2 separate regions of the Gasterosteus aculeatus genome follow, and region 1 is linked to region 2. Evidence: chromatin contacts called from public Hi-C data. All regions are on one chromosome and are shown on one strand. The core of a region is the stretch at or near the end of the contact, and the rest is flanking DNA. Distances in the headings are between cores, read along the strand shown.

What was found. Hi-C and Micro-C count contacts between places; a contact is called where the count stands out from the background.
Region 1: a Hi-C map of skeletal muscle shows a contact between it and region 2, with 5 times the contacts expected there. The contact joins the promoter of LOC120829400 here to the enhancer-like site in region 2. A contact is called at or near these places in 4 of 6 Hi-C or Micro-C datasets (blood and trunk muscle, skeletal muscle and whole body).

Annotation. Positions count from the first base shown.
Region 1 is chr2:10,326,904-10,329,914 of fGasAcu3.hap1.1, forward strand. LOC120829400 (homeobox protein Hox-C10a) reads right to left here and starts at 1,562. Exons shown (of 3, transcript XR_013453119.1): 1 at 750-1,562. LOC144388877 (a long non-coding RNA gene) reads left to right here. Exons shown (of 2, transcript XR_013453139.1): 2 at 903-2,704.
Region 2 is chr2:10,237,687-10,240,882 of fGasAcu3.hap1.1, forward strand. No RefSeq gene overlaps it. Among protein-coding and RNA genes, the nearest start is that of hnrnpa1b, 16 kb to the left of the region's middle. Within about 2 kb of position 1,510, at least 2 of the 9 cell types and tissues checked have open chromatin away from gene starts, as enhancers often do.

The DNA of each region.
Region 1 (3,011 bases), core at 312-2,811, 89 kb after region 2:
GCTGATCTGAGACGTGAACTGTGACCAACAACAATATGTTATTAAAAAAACGAAATCTTGAATTATCGTTACATCGATGGAGAAAGGTGTTTTAGTGTTAGTGGAAAAAATATATAATAGTAGCCACGGGTTTTAGTACAAACTTCAGTTTTTAATCAAAGCTCTGGAATTCTATGGAGGATAAATACACCTTTGGGTTACGTCGCATGCAACGCAAATGACAATGCAAATCCCTTTGAGAGGAAGAGATTGAAGTGGTTGTTTGTTTATGCGTGTGCCAGTGTGTGTGTGTGTGTGTGTGTGTGTGTGTGTGTGTGTGTGTGTGTGTGTGTGTGTGTGTGTGTGTGTGTGTGTGTTGTATGTGTGTGAGAGCGTTTATTTAAACGATAACTGCCATTCTCGTATTAATGCAAAAGGTGTTAAATGCCAGGAGCACCACAACCCGCTAAGAGAGGCTGGCAAATGTTCACACACCGTTTGACAGAGTTGTGACTGCGATCAAACACGGGTCCGCATTATTGGGTCGTGGCACAACACACACGGTACAGACAGAAGAAATGCACATGTGGAAGTCCGCACGTTTCCTGTGTGTATTTTAGTGTGCATTCTTCTGAGAGTGGGTGAGGGCCGTGTGGGGGGGGGGGGGGGGGGGGGTAAGGGTGTGTGTGTGTGTGTGTGTGTGTGTGTGTGTGTGTGTGTGTGTGTGTGTGTGTCAGGGAAAAGGAGGAGGGTGTAAAGTAGTCGTCTACCTTTTAATTGCCCGTCCGAGTTATCTGAACAGCTGTCACTCTTGGCCTTCTCTTCCTTTCTTTTCTGACTCTCATCTGTCTTTGAACGCTCCCTCGTTCTTCCCTGTGCCAATGTATTGCAACTTATTGCCGATTTTGATGCTGATTCAACAGATGTCTCCAAGTGGGTCAGAGAGAAGCCGGAGGGGAACTGCTCGTCGTCCTGCTGCGGCCTCTCGTTGTACACCTGGAAACAGTCTCTGGACGAGGCGCTGCGCTCGGGCCGGCAGCTATTGTCCCCGAGCCGGATGTAAGTGGCCGACTCTGTTGTCTGCTTCCCCTTATTGCTGTCATCCTGATAGAGGCAACAAAACGCCTCCTCTTTGACGTTGCCCGCTGGAAACGAGCAGGGTTGTAAACACTGGGCAACAGGTTGTTCCTCCCCACTGGTTTTGGAGCCCGGTGTCCATGCGGCCGACAGGTAGGGCGCATCCAGGAAGCCGCTGAGCGGAACACCGCCCGGAGCAACCTGGTCTCCTTTCGAGAGTGAAGCTGGTCCTACCTTCCCAATGTTCCTCATCATTGAATATCCGTACTCTGCAGCCGCGTGGCTATACATCCCGGGGTTGTTGGAATAACCCTCGGCCCTGAAGGAAGATGATCCTCCCGTTAAAGAATCCATCAGGAATTTACCGGGCGCTATATTATTCGGACATGACATTTTTTTTTTTTGCATTTGGCAACACAGTGATCGACTGGTGAGTTGCACCGCTCTGAACTATGCGGGATTTATCCGAGAGAATAACGACAGTAGGATGCTGACATCTTTTGGAGGGGGTGAAAAATATCAGCAACATAATTATGGATGCGGGGAGACATGTCATGTGATTTTCAGACCAATAGCAGCGTGAAAGTGGCCTTGATGCTCCAGACTGAGGTGACGTCAGCACGGTCAAGTTGGGGAACCTGGAGTCTTTTTGGTAGAGCAGGAGCGCCATCTAGCGCTCAAATACCGGTTAGGACAGGAGGGCCGCAGCAGGGCGAACAAAGGGAGGCGGCTGCAGCAAGATCTTTGTGGCAGCTATTAGGTGCCTTTCTAAATATTCCGATTTAGTTTCAGTCCTGAACTTTAGAAATTTGAAAGGAAATGAATTGGGGCAACGTGTAATGTCCCTTTAGTCCGGCGCTGCGGAGGACAAGCATTCCAAGAGTTGCTTTTGCGTGTGTGTGTGTGTTCATTTTGTTTGTTTCGTCGATTTGCTTTGTTGTTGCCATCGATTTGGGGAAAGTAAGATATTCGCAGGTGTGTTATCAAAACACTTAAAATGTCTACATTTAAAATCGTTAATTGCAGAGAGGTTTAAACATTCGCGTAAATGAGGTGACCTGCTGCCGATTTTCAGAAACACATTTCAAACATTACGAAAACCTTTTTTTTGTATCCATTTAGATTTGTCTTTAAAGGACTTTACCACACTGAATTATACCATTTTTTTTCCAAAAGCAAATATATAATTTAATCAATTTAACTCATACAGTCGCGTTTGGCCGTCAAAATGGGTTTCTTCTTGAATTGGCAGACATAAATAGTATCTTGACCATGGGATTGGTTCGCTATGGAAATGTATTATTGGTATCTTATGCAGAATGACGTCAATGATGCTGTTTCTTTCATTTCTGTTGGTGCTCTCGATATGTTATCTGAAATTAAGAGTGTAATAGATGTTCTCGTTTTTGTTCATATTTAATTCTCAGCCTGCGGGTCAGAAGAACTGCTGTGTGAATTAAGTGTGTCTCTCATTAAAATGAACGTATTTGTGCAGATACACGTTATCTATAAGTGGAGGCGAACCGTTCAAAGTCTTATTTGCACACGTGGTAGATTGATAATCTGTTTCTTTTTGTGTACATTGTGTGTGAATTTTAGCAAATTAAAATGTAGCCCATATTTTTGTGGGAAATCCCTGTTTTCTTCACTCTGTGTGTTGTGTTGTTTTGTGCGTCTGACGTGCTTGGCTCAGCCTTCGGACATATTTTCCTAACAAACCCGCAATTGTTCTAAACACTATAAACACGTTTCTCCCAAACGTTCACGAGGCGCTATTCCGTGCCGAAGTTAAAAAAAATCACAATTATTCCATTAAAAAAACATGGAGCTTGTAAAACTGTAATTCATTATTTTCTGGATGTGAAAAAGGCCACGAAGCGGTGATTCAAAAATGCTGCGTGCCTACAGGAGCTGCAACAAAACTACGTCTCATCAGCGTTGTGAACACTATCACA
Region 2 (3,196 bases), core at 260-2,759:
CACCCTGCTCTTCGCTCGGCGCTCTTGGCCCTTGCATTGCTCCGCTGGGTCCCAGGCTGTAAAGCCCTCTCAGGGGGAAGGGTGTAAATCTGTCTCCCCGCCTCAGGAGATTTCCTGGAGCTCAGCAGACTCAACAAAGCCTCGGCCACGGCGGAGGACCGAGCGTTTCTCTCTCACTCACACGCAAATGTAGACTTTTAGATTATACATTTACAAATAAAAGGGCAGCATGCGCGCACGTTCACTCGCCCGCCTGCCGTTGTTTGGAAGTTCCTGTGAAAATAAACAGGTATGCTTCTTCTTTCTTGTCTAGCCGAGTGCCTGGGAAACCACTGTTTGTATTTGTGTATGTGGGAGGGGACCCTGCCCCCAAACCTTTTGTCCAGAAGGGCTGTCCAGACAAGCTTGTTGTCTATCTTTACCCCCCCCCAACACCCTCACACACACACACACACACACACACGCACACACACGCACCCTCCCTTTCTTTTTTCGCCAACTCCCTCTCTGCTTTATTGCACTTGATTCTAAGCGCGTCCATTCCTGAGATGGCTCAGATAGCAGCTGAAGCTAAATTGCCCGTCATAAAGCATCTGCAATAGCAATGCAGCTCTCGGGGTGGGACTGCTGCAAGGGGGTAGAAGGCAGTTAGAGCTCACCGTGAAAATACAACGTTCTCTTTCTAAGCTGTAAATGTGGAATATGAACTCTGTTTCAACATCCACAAATCATAATGCTCTTCCTGAAACATTAAACGATTCTGTTGCATGATCGATTTCCTGAGTGCCCCCTAAATCAGTTTTATGCAGATAATTTTAAGGAACATTTGGCTATTTGAGTGTGTGGGTTTTAGGGAAAAGTGACTGAAAATCAAGAGTAAAATGATCTAATGGTATTTCGGGATGCTGAAAATGCTTCTGCATGATACTACTAATTACTCACACCAGACAGGCTAGTTAGAGTGAGATGCTGTGATTTATGGAGGAGTCATATATTTGGCTGTGCTATGTTCCTGTCAAATGTTTGACAGATAGATGACTGCTGGGCTGTAATCTGCCTTCCTGTTTGTTTTCCTGTTTGTTTTCTCATGTAACAACAAGGGCACTTCCCAGCCTCGACTGTAGAGGGCGCACTTGTGAAAGTGCGGCCTTGTGTCATCGTGACAACAGCAGATTTTCACAGTGGGGGGGGGGACACAAAGCAGAGAGGAAGCATGAGGAAGTCAACAATTGAAAGGCAAAACCTGTTGAGATCACTGCACTGACTCATCTGTGTCTGTGGTATTTGGGGCTTGACATGTCTCCACAACCAAAATAACCCCTTGACCCGCTAAATAAATCTGAACAAAGATTGGGCGTAGCCAACACAACAACGTGGCCAAAAGATCGAGACATAGACACTGTTCTGCAGTCGAGTGGGAAAATCCCTGCTCCACTGGTGTCTGCAGCGTACTTGATCAAAGCTGTAAACTGAGTGAGAAAGACAAGAATTCCAAGGAACCGCAGGAGCAAGACAGGGCCAGCAACCGGCTTGGCAGTAGCCCCGGTGTGATCATCATCTATGGGGGGAAGTGACGCCCCTCAGTCCTGCCCCCTCCTGCCTTCCAGCTAGCCTTGCCTCGTGACAGATGGACCCTATGACAGCAGGACGCAGCAACCTGCAATTGAACATTCCCCTGTGATCTGTCAATGTCCGTGATGGTGTTTCATGCTAAAAAAAAACACAAAACAACCCCACACAGTGACACAGGTACCTGCACACACACACACACCCTCACATTAACCCAAGTATTAGAAGAATCACGGCCTGGAAATGCCTCAGATGCCGGTTGCAGGTGTCTTTTGAGACGTATGATGTTGTTCCGCGCAGGGTTCCTAGTCCCAGTTTGAAATATCCGATAATTGCAGGATATGGTTGAGACAGTGTTTCCGCCGGCCCTCCTTTGGTGTCTGCTGGATCTCAGAGGAGGCAGCAGTCCTTCGTTTTGACCACAAGGTGTCACCTTGCTCACAAATTGCAAATGGCTCCAAGCATGATGGGCGCTTTATTTTCCGCCTTGGTGGCAGTGCTGTGGTGTATCACGGCAAAATGAAATAGGGAACATCTAAATAGGACATAAATGCGTTTGCCACATACAGGGCTTAATGAAGTCAGCCTTGCCAGTACATTAGGGACAAAGGCAGCAGAGAGAAAGGCAGTGAAGGACAACTCAAAAACAGTTCCCAAATAAAAACGGGAGATAAATATGAACGGCGAGCCTCCTCAATGAAATACACTTCATTGGATGTCCAAGGGGAGATTTATTTTCCAAGCAACTGGCTTTTTATGGTCAAACCCCTCCACACTGGCGAACAGCAGTGCGTTGTAATACGGCATGTAAAGAATGGGATTCAATAGAAGCAGTTGTCCATTTGTCATATTTAAGGGGATAGAAAAATGACTATTGGCTGCCATGTGCTTGAACAGCTCAAGCTGCCTTTTTTGTGTGTGCAAAATGGAGGATGTAGATGAATGTACTTCATACATGACTCTGTACAGCCAAACTATCATGTCATGTCATATAACTTAAACCATTAGCATATCATTATCCTGAGCCTGGAGCAGTAGCTGATGCTTTGCTATGTTTCAGTGGAAATTATAAAACAATACGGCCGTCCTCACTTGGTTGTAGCAAACTAATGATTGCTTGGCTTCACAGCCGTAAAAGCATGGTGCAAAATTAATTGTTTCAATCAATCAATTGGTCAATTTCATAGCCATGAAGCTTTGCCCAAGATCGTGTGCTTTCTCTATACCCCTCTGCTTCAGGATGAGCCTGGAGAATGCCAGGTGATTTATGGCCTCTGTGTGTGCTGCATACATATACAAATACTTTACAGACACGCTGAAAATCCTACACACTCGAGAGACAAACTCATACAAACATGCACGTTACACATTCCAAGTAGATGACACACAGCGATGGGGGCGGATCACGTGAAGAAACAGGACGAGCCGAGGGAAGTCTTGGATGTATGCTTAGCACGCCGGTGACACATGCAGTTAAACATAGCAAATGAAACACGACCAGCGGTGACAGACGCTCTCCAACTCACGCGTTGTGTCCAACTTTCTACATGCATGCATAAAACGTGCAAATAGGCAGTCTATCATGCTCACAAGCACGCATGCACACACACGTGCATATACATGCACA